Regions from separate parts of the Oryzias latipes genome. Here region 2 is linked to region 1. Evidence: chromatin contacts called from public Hi-C data. All regions are on one chromosome and are shown on one strand. The core of a region is the stretch at or near the end of the contact, and the rest is flanking DNA. Distances in the headings are between cores, read along the strand shown.

The links. Hi-C and Micro-C count contacts between places; a contact is called where the count stands out from the background.
Region 2: a Hi-C map of gastrula embryo shows a contact between it and region 1, with 6 times the contacts expected there. The contact joins the promoter of LOC101166490 here to the enhancer-like site in region 1. A contact is called at or near these places in 2 of 5 Hi-C or Micro-C datasets (embryo and gastrula embryo).

Annotation. Positions count from the first base shown.
Region 1 is chr14:26,690,051-26,697,451 of ASM223467v1, reverse strand. LOC101175099 (14-3-3 protein epsilon) reads right to left here. Exons shown (of 7, transcript XM_023962322.1): 5 at 6,484-6,620; 6 at 6,295-6,336; 7 at 4,327-5,153. The coding sequence ends at 6,329. Among protein-coding and RNA genes, the nearest start is that of LOC111948625, 8.7 kb to the right of the region's middle. Within about 2 kb of position 4,526, at least 2 of the 8 cell types and tissues checked have an H3K27ac peak or open chromatin away from gene starts, as enhancers often do. A contact at or near this core is called in gastrula embryo, where this site is marked.
Region 2 is chr14:27,152,546-27,159,946 of ASM223467v1, reverse strand. It overlaps LOC101166490 (aquaporin-11), which reads right to left and starts at 4,204. Exons shown (of 3, transcript XM_004076841.4): 1 at 3,457-4,204; 2 at 318-434. The coding sequence starts at 4,048.

The DNA of each region.
Region 1 (7,401 bases), core at 3,277-5,776:
GTGACGGAAACTCTGCTGCTCCACTTTGAGAAACCAAAACCGACCGTTTCACCAGAACTTTCTGGACGTCACGTCCTGGAAATATTTGTTGTGAAAAGGTTTGGCTTCTGCCAATCAAATATCTTGTAAACAACAAAGTGAAAGAGGTTTTATTCAAGATCATTTATTGGTTTTATCCAACAAATCAGTAAACGCCAAGGCTAAAAAGGGATATTGTAAAAACTGTTCTGTTTTTCAATTTAGGGAGACGATGATGCATATTTTTTTTAACCCTTGTGCTATCCTAGGCACTGTAATGTTGGGAGTTGGGTCATCTAGACCCACTAGACAGTGCTCTGAACCTTTTTTCTTCAATGATTTGTGATCTTCACTGGTGTCCATGGATTACATGAAATCTTTCCACCTTTATCCACCTTTGTCATGGTAGGGAGAACACGTCAATGTAAGGTGGGGGTCATCTAAGACAGTGGTTCTCAAATGGGGGTACGCGTACCCCTGGGGGTACGTGGAGGTAATGCAGGGGGTACGTGACGCTTTTCAATATATCTATCTAAATCAGTAGGCTCATCCTAATAATAAATCTTGAGAAAAATTATTTTGTAAAAAGTTCGATAAAATATAAATATGCGTTCATGCACTGAATTTTATATTCAGTAATTAGTTTCAATATCCTTTGAAATAAAACTGTGCCCCCCCCCACACACACACACACCAAGTTAGTTTGACCCACTGACGGCAGGCACTCATCAACGACCTGTCGTGACCATAACGCTGTAACTATGGAGGCGTGGTTAAAGCGCAGCAGCCATGCTGCTGAAAGTACAGATGGACAAGTGAAAAAGAAAACAAAACAAGAGGCGACGAAGTCCAGAAAGTACAATGAAGATTATGTTTTAATGGGATTTACGTCCACGAGCTCTGACCCACCCCAGGCACTGTGTTTTTTTTGCGGGGAAAAGTTAGCAAACGCTAGCATGAAGCCGGCACACCTCCAGCGGCATCTCACCACAAAACATGGATGTCACGTTGATAAGGCACCAGAGTTCTTCAGGAGAAAACTTTCTGAGTTCAAGTCATCCCAAGCCACAATGCAAAAAGTCTCCACTACATCAGCCAAAGCCCTGGAGGCTTCTTACGCGGTGTCTTTGCTTGTTGCTAAAGCCAAAAAACCCTTCACCATAGGCGGAAGACCTACTGCTCCCCGCCGCTGTGGTATTGGCCGAAACTATGCTGGACAAAAAAATCAGCGGATACATTCAAAACTGTGCCTCTGTCCAATGACACTGTTTGCCGCAGAATAGATACCATGGGCACAGACATTATGGAACAAGTTGTGGGGAAACTTGGAGACTCATTTTCACTGCAGCTGGATGAATCCACAGATGTGAGTGGACATGCGCAACTTGTTGCATTTGTGAGATACATCGACACGGACGACATCTGTGAACACATTCTATTCTGCAAAGAAATGGAGGGGCGAACAACCGGAGAGGACATTTTTAATGTCGTTAACACGTTTTTCACCAGAAACGCTATCAGCTGGAAATCCTGCAGCAGCGTCTGCACAGATGTGGCTGCATCAATGACGGGCAGCGCGAAAGGCCTCATAGCACGGATTAAAAAAGAAAATCCCGACATCAAGTGGACGCACTGCGTGATACACAGGGAAGCGCTAGCGTCCAAGAAAATGAGCCCTGCATTGCAGGATGTTTTGAACGACAGCATTAAAGTTATAAACTTTATCAGGTCAAGGCCACTTAATGCACGTTTGTTCCGCAGCCTCTGTGAAAATACGGGAGCTGAACACACAGAACTGCTCCTGCATCCCGAAGTACGCTGGCTGTCCCGTGGAAGAGTACTGAGCAGGCTGTTTGAGTTGCGAGCTGAAGTTCACACCTTCCTGACAGAGCACGGATCTCCCCATGCCACCATGTTTGAGAACACGGACTGGCTTGCAAAGCTTTGCTATCTGGCAGATATATTCAGGAAACTGAATGAACTGAACATGTCCCTGCAGGGCAAGGACACCAGCATCCTGAACCTGTATGACAAGGTGGGTGGTTTCCTGAAGAAAGTAGAGATGTGGAAAAGGGCATGTGATCAGGAGGATTTCACCTGCTTTCCTCAGTTGGATGTCTTTCTCTCAAATGAGGATGTGGCGACAGCTCCGGTGAAGTTAGTCATAGTGGGACATTTGGCTAACTTGATCAGTGGTTTTCACTCCTACTTTCCTGACATGGATGAGAAATCTGTGCAGCTGGATTGGGTGAGAAACCCATTTCTCTTGTCTGAAGCAAACAGAAGCAAGCTTCCTGTCACTCATCAGGAAAAACTGATGGAAGTATCATCTGACCGTGGCCTGCAGATGAAGTTTGGTGCATCCACTCTCACACAGTTTTGGCTGTGTGTGAGGCAGGAGCACCCTGAGCTGGGACAGAAAGCTTTGGAGCAGCTGCTACCGTTTGCATCCACATATTTATGTGAGGCCTCCTTCTCAGCAATGATGCTGATCAAAACGAAGCAAAGAAACAGACGGTGCCTGGAGAAGAGCTTGATCACTGCAGTTGCCTCCTTGCCACCAAGAATGACAAAGATCCTCAGTGAGGTGCAAGCTCATATTTGTCATTGAATTGTATTGAGTACATTTTTTTCCTGTTCATAAATCAATGCCTGTTACATGTTGTTCAATTCAAGTCAAATGTTCAATGCAAAGTGATTCACATGCAATCTTCTTTTTTTTATCCTTAAAGAGTTAACATTAATTATTATTTGTGAGCAAATCTTTATTTATTAAGTTAATTTATTTTGTAAACTAAATATTATTTATTTATTATTAAGTTATAGATTTATTTCTGTGAACAGATTTTTGTTATTCATGTATATTATTTATTTTATTTATTATTAGCAGCATTTTGCACATTTGAGTTTTAACTGGTTTTATGCCTTCTGGTGGTCAACGTCTTCTGTTTTTCTTTTTTGTTTGTACATGCAATGTTTGCCATATGAATGTTTTTGTCAGGTTCACTGTTGTTTGGCTTGAATAAATTTGACTTTACAGCACTGTACCTCTTTTTTCTTCCAAAAATGTTTTGCCCGTGTCAGGGGGGACTTGACTAAAAATATATTTCTAAGGGGGTACATCACTGAAGAAAGTTTGAGAACCACTGATCTAAGAGAACACTGAAAAAATTTGCGACAGATTAACTAAAAAAGAAAAAATTAAAAGTTATCCATATTGTACTTTAACATGGAAAAACATCTTTGGGGGTTTCAGTAATTATGAAAAGAAACTTTCGTCTCAATTTTGGTTCATAAACCTCCTGATTTGGTTACACAAGTATTTTATTCACAAACTAAATTTAGCAATAAAGCTCCCAAATTGTTTTGATTTATTGGCCCAAATTAGATTTCACTTACACTCCATTTCCCCAAGTGCAAACAAAACAACAAGTAAGACACGTCATTTTGCGTTCAATAAAGTTCTTTAAAAAAAATACAAACATTGATCCACGGATGTGAGGGGGCTCCCTCTAGCGGCGCAAGAGGGGTATGACTAGTTCTTCTGAGACATTTATTTCAGAATAAATTAACTTTTTTCCCCCTCCAAATTCAAAGCATGAAACCGGAAACCTATCACTGCTGCATCCCTTTGTTAACCCCTTGTGCTAACCTATGACCCCACCCTTACATTGACGTGTTATCCCTACCAGGTGAATAAAGGTGGAGATGATTTCATTTACCATCTAGTGGGGTCTAGATGACCCAACTCCCAAAAGTGCCTAGGATAGCACAAGGGTTGAAGGGAACAGGAAACTGACGTCATTACCTGCCCAGTTAAAAAAACTTTCAGCCAAATTCTAGACTAATTATTTTTAATCCTCCATTTCTTCTCATTTTCTTTGTTAATCCATAAAGGTTTTGAGATTTTTCTTTTACACGAAGCATTTTTTCAACATGATTTTACTTTATATCATTTTCTACATTCGAGTCACCGTGTTCTCCACATTATTTCTTAAGGAGCTGATGTGAAAATGATTCTGTTCAGATGAAAAAAAACAACAGAAATTCCTGATTTTTTTTGTTTTAAACAATTAAAGGTTACATTCTTTTATTTTTCTTGAAAACAAAAAAGCAATTAAAACCTGTAGACTTAACTAGCATGTTAGGGTGTAACTGTTTAAATTTTTTATTAGCTGCTGTTTCATCATTGAACATCAGACACAGATGAACCGATGTCTTGAAAAAAAACGGTTTCAGCCACAGATCGAGTTCACCGTCGATTAAACGCTGCCCTCTAGTGGCAAAGAAGAGGAGAAGGACGACAGCTGGCACACAATGGTTGGACATGTTTAATTGGAGGTTTAACGTTAGTTCCATGCCGTGGTTCTTGTGGTTCCGGTGAGAACATTCAGTAGTACAAACCGGGTTCCTGTTACAACGTACTGAACAGAAGAGAGGAGGTGAAAGGAGGTGCCGGGAGAGCACAGATGCAGCCGGCCAGACCCGCATCACATGACATGGGAGCCCCGCCCCCTCCCCTCCCATGCAGAAGCGGCGTCCTAGCTATCTGCCTTCAACTAAAGCGCTGCAGCCGTCCAGTGACGGATGAGGGGAGAGGCGGAGCTTCTGGAGTCCCTGACTAAAGGTGAATGCTGAAGAACCACAAAGTAAGGGAGCACGCTCGGCTCTTCCTGAACGCGTCCTGTCAGCCGACGGCGTGGGCGAGACGCCGCTCGGGGGAAAAAAAAAAAAACACTTGCACGGGACAAACCCGGCTTCGTCTTTAAATAAACTCTTGCATGTTCGTTACAAATACAGGCAAGCGCGCTTGGCAACAGATGAGAGAGCAGAGTCAAATATAAACGGTATAAGAGGACGTGGACGCTAAAGGGGGCGGGGCTCCGGGAAAGGTCAAACCCCGGGAGGCGGAGACCAGGCGGCCCCGGAGAGGACAGACGTGCAGGTGAGGAGACAGGTACGAACAGGTGAGAGAAGGGTTAGAGGAGACGAAGCTGCGACTGAGGGTCGGGGGGGTGGGGGGGGGAGGGCTAGTGCTGCGAGGAGATGAGGAGGAGGAGGAAGAGGAGGTCTGGTTCAGTCTCACTGGGCTTCTTCCTCTGCGTCTGGAGCTGCTTCTTTGTTCTGTTCTTCACCTGAGAGGAGAACACAGAACATGGTGAAGCTGCAGCCGGACATCCCATAATTCAGTGGAGAAAAGGTGCTGAATCAGCTGTGGATCACAGAACAGGTGGTGTTTTTTTTTTGGGTGGAGTGGGGGGGTCTTTTAGAATCAAACCTTCCTGTTGTTTCCTGCTGAAGTTGTGATGCGTTCAAAGACCAAACGTTTGCTGTGTCAACGCCAGCTTCCCCGTTCGACCGTTCTCCTTCAAACTGAAGTTCTTTCAAGCGGAGAAGTGAGTAAAAGTTTAGGAACCCAAACCGATACGGAAGTGAGAGTTCCTGCGGTCCATGAAGGCAGCGTGAGCCTGGCAGAGCAAATCAGTCCAACCAAAGCTGGACTCCGTCTGACCTCTGACCTCCGCAGTCCAGTAACAGCAGAGGGTCTAAAACGGGTTTAAACTTTCAAATGTCAAAAAGGGGGAAAAGTGATCCGAAAACAATCCTGCCTACCAACTGCTGCCGACACATATTAGCTTCTTATCGACACAAACACAACTAACCCGGGTGAGCTGCTGTCTGAAGCAGACCAAACTAGTCCAGAACCTTTTCAGAGCAGAAGGAACACAAACCTTTATGAGCAACAGCCGCTTTCATCATCGGTTACAGCGATTTCAAAACCAGCACAAACTAAATGAAAACTAAATTCAGGTTTATTTCTTTACGTCGGCTAAAGTTCTTTCGCACAACCTCTGGAGAGAAACTGAAACCTGACCGGTAGGTAGAAGACCCAAAGACCCACCAACGTGCAGCTTGCTAACACGCGGGTTTCTAGCAGAACCTGGACTTGTTCGGAGTCCGTCACCCTGCTGCTCTGTGGGTCCAGTTTCAACCAGTTGGTTAAAGTCAAGCAGTGTTTAGTGAACGGGGGTTAACCAGCTGTTTCATCCGCGACAGGAAGTTTGGGTTTTTCCACCAAATGAATGGATCTGAACTGCAGTTGAAGCTTCCGTCTCATCGATTCTTCTCAACGTTTACTTCAATCCACAAACATTTACAGAGGAAGCAGCTGATGAAACCGACGCGGCGCTGTGAGGAGGTCAGCGAAGGAGGTGTCAGGGAGGTGAGACAGGAGCGAAGGAGGTGAGGAGGCTCAAGGCAGGAAGGATGACTTACAAAAAAACACCGGTGTTACTGAGGAGGAGAATCCTTAAGAATCTGACAGGAATGAGAGGAAGATGAGGAGTTAGAGGACAGAAGAGGAAGGTGGGACTCAGGAGAAACCAGAAGAAGAATTGGAAGCAGAGCTGCAACGTCTGGACGAAGCTCCAGAGGAGCAGTAGTAGAACTGAAGGGTTCTCTCACCGTCTCCCTGTATGTCTGAGGTCCATAGTGTCAAGTTGTCGCGTAGCAACTGCATGATAAGTGTCGAGTCTTTATAGCTTTCCTCGCTCAGCGTGTCCAGTTCTGCTATGGCGTTGTCGAAGGCTTCCTTTGCCAACCTGTCGACACAGAAGATCACCCCTTCAGGAACATCTGGACGACGCTTTCAAAGACCATAAAACTGCCCCCCCATCTCTGGAGGCTTCTTCGGGCCAAACAATCATCACAACAACACTAAAAGAGTTCAGATTGTTCCCACAAAGACACAAATGAGTCCATAGCAACCATAGAGAGGTTTGCATGTCTGGCCCTGATCAAAGTGTTTAGAGGTTTTCGTGTTTCTAAAACAAACTAACATTTGATTTTTTCCTTAGCAACCACCGTTTCCATGGCAACGTGGTTAACACTTTTTTTTTTGCATTTTAAATCCAGACTAGAATCTAAAATATTTTTTCTTAATGCAAATCATAGCTTATGATGACCTCACGCAACCTTGAACCAGCCGATTCCTCGGCGTGATGTCACTTAAACCCAACGTCATGTGACTGGGTTTAAGCTTGAGCTCCAGTGTTGACATAATTCCGACTATGGTAACTCGTCAACCGTTTATTCCAGCCGATTCTGACGCGAAGAAAAGCCACTTCTATACGTAACACAAAGTGTAGCACACAGCCGACACGAAAAGTCGTTTTCTCCACGCCAGAATCAGCTGATTCACGTACAAAAAGGGTGTTACTTGGGTGTCACCGGCGACATCTGCCTTGTCAAATGGGCCGTTTCACAGGGAAATGCGTGTATCGGCTAAAGCTCATGATGTCACAAAGCGGGGCGATGGATGACGTCACTTCCGTGTGAGCAAACTTTGTACACAAGGCTGCCCCCTACGGGCCAGATAGATCT
Region 2 (7,401 bases), core at 2,955-5,454, 460 kb before region 1:
CCAGCTCTAAAGCTGCTATACGCAAAGAAAACCTAAAGTTTCCTTCAGGTAAATAAAAAATGACGTCACCTGGAAAAGATTGTGGTTACAAAAGTACAAGCTTTTTCTTGTTTGAACTGTGTTCTTGCCCAAATATGTTCATATTCTAAAGTAAAGTTTATCTTTTAGAAAATCCTGCAGGCAACCTTATGTTTTCTTTAACAACCTGCATGTTTGTACTGGCAACATAAACCCTTCTCTACTGTTTGTGTGATAAACGTTAAACTACAACCGCTGAAGAACCTGAAACAAGGAGGGCTTGAAGCCCCGCCCCTCACCTAAAGCGGGTCCCAGCCAGTAGACGAAGCAGTACTCCAGGTAAGAGTGACCACCGCATGGGAACTGCACAGAGAAGGCCAGGACGGGGTTAAAAACCGCCCCGGAAAGGTTTCCAACTGCAAAAACAAAAGGGAGAGGGAGCCTGCAGTTATTTAAAGAGAGATCATTTTTTTTAAAAAGTCTTCTTTTAAGTTTCTTTTCTGGACCGTTGATCTAAAATATTCAGTTATAGTCTAATATTCCAAATCGTTTTTTTAAAAGCCAAAAAAAAGTTTAAAGAGGCTTCAGTTTCTCAGAATTATGCTTTTCTTTTGTCTTTTAATAAATTAGATTAAAATACTGCAAATAGTTTTACAGATTTCCTACATTTTATCATGAAGATTAAATAGAAAATAACGTCAAGTCATTTTTAAAGCATAAAATACAAAATTCTTGTTGAAAGAAATGTATTCCAACTGTAGAACACGGCAGAGGTGGCATCATGGTTTCCCTGTACTCCCTAAAGAGTCTGCAGGTTCTTAAAAAAAACAAACTAGTTTTAAGGTTGATCAATAAAATTAATATCCAATTAAAGCCGCGGGCGGCATTGTTCAGCCTGCAGGCTTAATGGCTGAGCAGCTCCTACACGCCACTCACTCCGCCCCCGCCACCCAAATTAGAGCTGCACGTAACACACAGACTTCTCAGAATAGTGGCATTTCTGTTGGTTTTATCTCCATAGCAACCATTTTATTTTGGGGTCACCTGGTGGTTACCAGCTGGTCTTTGTCATTTTTAATAGAATCGGCAAAAGTACATTTTTGGAATTTCTTGGCAACGCAGGTTTTTGATCACCACGCCCTCATTCTTAATATGTTCATATTGTACGTCATGCTGTTTTGTTTGGCTTCAGACAGAGATTCATGTTTTCAACTTTGACAATATTCCGGTAAAAGATGTGTGAGCGACAGGGACACGACACTTTAGCAAGCTAGCCACGCTAACAGCTCTCAAAAACTACAAACCTCCCCACAGTGAACCTTTCTTATAATGCTCAAGGTGTTTGGGGGCGATTGATCCAAATTCCTAAGTATTTGAATAAGTAGGCGGGTCCTATTTTTTTTATCATTCAAGATGGCGGCCTCTTCCCAAGGTCAACAAAACTTTGTGGTTGTAGACTTGACCTGGGGGGTATTCCAGAAAGCAGGTTATGCTAGCTCCCCCGATATGTTTGAGGCTAAGGAAGTTGATAACCTCAGCTTTTGGTTCCAGAAATGGAGGTATGTTTCAGGGTAGGTCAAGTTACCATGGCAACTCATGCTCTGAACATAACCTGGTCTGGAGCAGGTTTAGTTGAAGCTTAGTTTGTTTACAGAGAGGTGAAGCAGCATGGCGTGTCCATTTGAAGATGATTTAGTGGATGAAGAAGCTCAGATAATACTTTTTCCACCATGAGAGGGCGATAAGACCACATATGGATGTTGGAAAGATAAACTTTTTTACTTTGATCTAACTTAATTATTTGCTTCAGTTAAGATAAATCATTTTTTTTGTTAGGTCACCTTAAAAATAACACGTAGTTTTCAGACAATTATTTTCCTTTCGTTCAAATTAATTCAATTAAGTAGGTGTAACTTTGGTGCTGCCGTTAGATCGGCACCGCAAGGGATTCTGGGATATCATTCCCTTTGCCTGTCTGGACGGATTTGGGTTTAAGTGTGGGTTTTTTACAAAATGTGTTTAGTTGTATAGCTGTTTTACTGTGTTTCACCGTGTTTTGCCGAGCTATTTTGTCCTACTATGCTTACGTCTCTGCACCATGAGTGAGAGTAAGGGAGAGGATGATGAGTTTATATAGCACCACTACCACATAAATGTGTTATGACAGTGATGGAAAATTCTTTAATGAATTTTTGCACTCCGTGCATTTTTTTCCGTTCTTTTTATTGTTATAAAAATGAGCATATCTGCCGGCTCAAACTTAGACATATGAAAGTTCAAGAAATACAAGGAATTAAGATGGAAAAAAGATTAATGGAGTAATGTGACATTTAGTTAGATAAATACGTAAATTTGAGTTGTATAAACAATTATTGAGTTTGAATTAATTTAACTAAATTATTTAAATTATTTTTCAGCCATGTTACTTTTTTGATGGACTTGTAATTTTTTTCCGCCGTCATTAAAATCTCAGTATCACGAGCCAGTTTAGCTCGTGCTGGTTTACGGCGCCTTCCGTCCGTGAAACCCGGGTTCGAATCCGGGCTCCTCCCTGTTCCCTTCTCTACCTCTAGCCCGGTTTGAGAAGGTTGCGTCAGGAAGGGCATCCGGCGTAAAACATTGCCAAATTTACCATGCGACTCGTTTGCTGTGGCGACCCCTGATGGGAGAAGCCGAAAGTGGAAGAAGATTAAAATCTCAGTATCTCACTTAAGTACAGCGCTTTCTTTTTTTTTCACCTCGCGTTTCCATGGTGACTCCAGAGATCGGCGATCTATTGAGAATGTCTTTATGTACCGTGCGTTAACCCACGGTTACCAAGTCGAGCGTAATTACGCCAACTCATATCCGGTCTTTTGGAACCGACATACCCAGAGTTAGCAAGTTCAGGCAGATTTCAGCCAGAGTTCGGGCTTAAAGTCAGGCTAGTTTAAACATGCTTCCTGGAATACCCCCCTGGTGGCAGGTTTGTGAAATTTTGTGAAGATCGCACAAACAAACAAACGCTTTTCCCATATTGTGCAAAAAGAAAAAAAAATCAACAAATTTCTATTGCCAAAAAATGGCCGCTAAACCGTTGTTCCAGTGGCCATCCCATAATAATTTCAAAAGTTGCTTTGGAAGGCTCCTACACATGTTTTTGGTTGTGTTAGAGGATTTATAACATTTATTTCGAGCCCCATAGGAGGTTTTGGCGTCCATTCACACTTTTTTTAATGGTTTCTCCCGCCGTGACGTCATCATTTTTAAGGGGGGAGCGGTCGTTCTGACTGTAGGCTAACTAAAGTAACCTCATTAGTAATGGACTCTATTCAAAACAACAAACCTATTTAAGCATGAGCCATTAAAACAACCACTTATTTGATATATTCTTTGAATTTGACTTTAAAAAGTATAAATACTATTTTGTATAGTACTTCTTTGGCCGCTTCAGCGCACCTGCGTAAACGGCCACCGTCACCACACCGGCGATCACGTGCACTCTGAGCTTCTCGTCCACTTTGTGCGCGTGCATGACCGCCGCCTGGAAGGCAAAGGCGCAGGCCAGCTCCGCGCCCGCCGCCTCCAGCACAGTCCCGCCGAGCGGGTCGAAGCACCTGAAGCCGAACTTCTGGTGCCGGGTGTGGCTGTCGGACAGACCCAGCGACCACACGGACCGGGCGAAGAACCGCGCGGCTAACGCGGCTCCGAACTGGCACGCGACGACCCGCGCAGCAACTTTGACGCTGGAAGTGCCGCGACAAAGTTTCTCCAGCGCCGCTGCGGGGTTACACGTCGCTTCCCGGAACGTCATCACGTGGACAACCGTCATCATGTAGGTGAGGGTCAAACCCAGCACCGGTTCCTGCTGCGCCACCTCCCCCAGCAGCTTGAGTTCGTGGGTGCAGCAGCAGAGCTGGAAGGTGGACACCGCCTCCAGCAGGTAAATCCAGCCAGCCCCCGTGAGGACACGCGCCCCCACGCGCCGGAGCGTCTCACAGAGGAGGACCGCAGCGCACAGCACCGCCACAGAGGCCCACGCGTCCGTCATGACTGCAGACGGTCCCCCGAGATGTGGGAATGTGTCAAAGTCCAGCAGGTTGTCCGCGCGCCGCCTCTTCAAAGCGAAGCTGCCAAGAGACGTGGAAGTTCAATCCTTCAAAATAAAAGACGTTGTTCCTGTCAAGGTAAAAGATACGACGGAGTTTTAGCCCCCCCCCCCCCCCCCCCCCCCAAAAAAAAGTTGCAGTAGTCCAGTGCAGCAGCCAGTGAACGCTGCGCAGCAGCAGAGCAGACCGACTTAACTCAATGGAACAGGTGAGCTGAATGTTTATTGATAAAGTTCCAAATGTTTGGAAGCTCATTTGTTTGATTTGATAAGTTCTTGAATATATGGATAGAATTTTGACAACACTATAGTTTACTGATAATGTTTATTTTAAAAAAATCACAGTGAAACATTCCGTTTTTGTTGAATAAAAAGTACTAGATATTCAAAACTTGTTTTCCTTAACTCAACAAAATGCTATGAAAATAAAAAGCATATTTACACGTATTTATTCAAATCTTAAATAAATCGGACCCCCAACTTCTGATCTGTAATTAACTTGTTGTTATGCCCCCTTCTGACTCTACGGGTACCTAGGGGGGCATAACATAAAGTTATGTTTTGGCTACCAATTTTATTCATTCATTCATTCATTCATTCATTCATTCATTCATTCATTCATTCATCTTCTTAACCGTTTATTCCCTTTCGGGGTCACGGGGTTGCCGGAGCCTATCCCGGCCACTTGGGCGAAGGGAAGGGACTTACCTGTACAAAGGAAAAGAGAGAAAACAAAGACAAACACTAACCTCACTGAACTAACAAAAACAGAAAAAATGTTCTAAATAAAATGGCAGTTCACCCCTACAGCTTCCCTTAACATAACTACAAACCAAAAGACTAAACAGAGTGGGCACAAAACCACAAAAAACTACAAAATACCAAAACACAACACTAAAGTGCAACACACAACAAAACAGGTGGAGAATAAAACAAAATGGAGAAGTGGGCCAAGCATCAATGGAGACTGGTTGCAGCCAAACTCCCTTCTCATGGTCTGGAGGTCCATGTGGTGCTTTTACCCCCTATGCTATTCTATGACCCCCCCCCCCCTTGCATTGACGTGTTCTCCCTACCATGACAAAGGTGGATAAAGGTGGAAAGATTTCATGTAATCCATGGACACCAGTGAAGATCACAAATCATTGAAGAAAAAAGGTTCAGAGCACTGTCTAGTGGGGGGGTTGGCAACCCGTGGCTCAGGAGCCGCATGCGGCTCTTTAGCGCTGTCCTAGTGGCTCCTTGGAGCATTTTCAAAAATGTTTGAAAATGTAAAAAGATGGGGGAGAGAAATATATATTTTGTTTTAATGTGGTTTCTGCAGGAGGAACAACAAGACAAACATTCTTAACGTTTTCCAATACTGTAAGAATGTGTAGAATAAATATTGTAACGCCCAGCAGGAACGTCACTTGTAGCGGGAAATACGGGAGCCAAGCTGTCAAAAAGTTGAGCTGTCAATCAACTGGCTACGCTGGAGGTTTGTCCGTGTCCCAAACACCGCACGACTCCGAACAGTCTGAGAGTAGGAGGCAGAAAGAGAAGCTGAAAGCGCAGTCTCCTTTCCAGCATTTAAAGCCCATTATTATTTTGAACACACACCACATTGAACATTGCACAGGCGTCATCAACCTCTCCCCCTCCCACACATCGGCAGGTGGCTGATGGAAATCGATGAAGTTGAAAGCAAATATTCTGATCTCCTGCTACACAACACAGTCCGATGGCTGTCCAGGGGTGAAGTTTTGTGTCGCTTTGTCGTCTGTTTAGAACACGTGAAAATATTCCTGAAAAGCATAAACCTTAACTACCCGCAACTGGAAGATGCTGGAAAAGCTGCACGTTTCGGTGGATATGACTGACAGGCCACCTAAACGAGCTGAATGAAAGTCTCCAGTGGCGGGAAAACTCTGCGCCGCAAATGCTTGAATCTGTTCTGTCATTCAAGCTGACCGTCATGGGGCACGCACGTTCCATTTTATTGTTTTTTGTTCGAATCCTCAAAATAAAAATGACATCAAAAATCGGATTTCTGTATTACATTTCTTTAATTTTATCAAAGCAATGAAACATAATTCATTGATATTATAATGAAGTTAAACTTGCACAACAGAGCAGTCACGTGATGCGTCGTTCTCCACAGAATGCAATACATTTAATCGTTAATAATGCTCATTATGTATTTGTAGCCAACTTAGTCATTTTGACAGTAGGCTAATATAGCTAATATAGATACATATTGCATGTGTTGCCTTCATTATAAGGCTTAAATAGGGGTTTTAATATTTTGCGGCTCCAGACATATTTGTTTTTTGTTTTTTTCGTCCAATTAGGCTCTTTCAACATTTTGGGTTGCCGACCCCTGGTCTAGTGGGTCTAGATGACCCAACTTCCAATGTTAAAGTGCCTAGGATAGCACAAGGGTTAAAAAAGGCTGCCTCCATCAGGTTGGGTCCATTGGGAGGACACACCCTTTCCAGCACATCTGAAAATAATCAGACATAGACATACAAACACAAAGATCCAAATAAAAACACAGAAGTCCCACTCTGATACAAATCAAACACAGAAAGAAAATACCACAAACGCTTGTAATCTTATTTTGAGTCAATTTTTAGGTAATAAACCTTCATCTCCACATAGTTTTTTTAAATAAACATGTATTTAAAGTTTAAACTAACAAATTTAAAGTTATTGAAAAGTCTTTTAGAATGAGTGTAAAAATGCCTTTAAAACTGTTTGTCTTTAAACCTCACAAAGGGACATTTTTGATCATTTTTTTGTTTACTTTTTTTTATATTCCTATGACTGAGCAGAAACAGTGGGAGATTTTATTTACAGTCTATTTTTTGGTTCATATCTATATTAAAAACATTTAATCATGACTCAAAAAAGTGGAGTTGAGTGGAGTGGAGTGGTGCTGTGGATCTTTTATTTTGAAGGTTTGAAGGAGCACTGTGGGAGCTCACAGGGAGGGACTTAGGGAGGCTCCTTTAGGGAAGGGAAATTCCTGCAGTTGAACTAATTTTAGAAAACTGGAGGAACAGTGATGTAGAATTTAAGCATAACAACAATAGACATTTTAATAATAAAAAGTTAGCATTTTTTGCATGCAACTATAAGGAATCTTCCAGATGCATCAATATTAAATCTTACAATATGAAATAGTTTTTATGCATAGTTTGAAACACAAACATTAAAGTTTCTTTTTGTGTGTGTGCCTCTGTTATACACAGAACAAACTGAGTTTTGTGTTTTAATCTTGGTCATAGAGTTATCTGAACACATTAGGGATC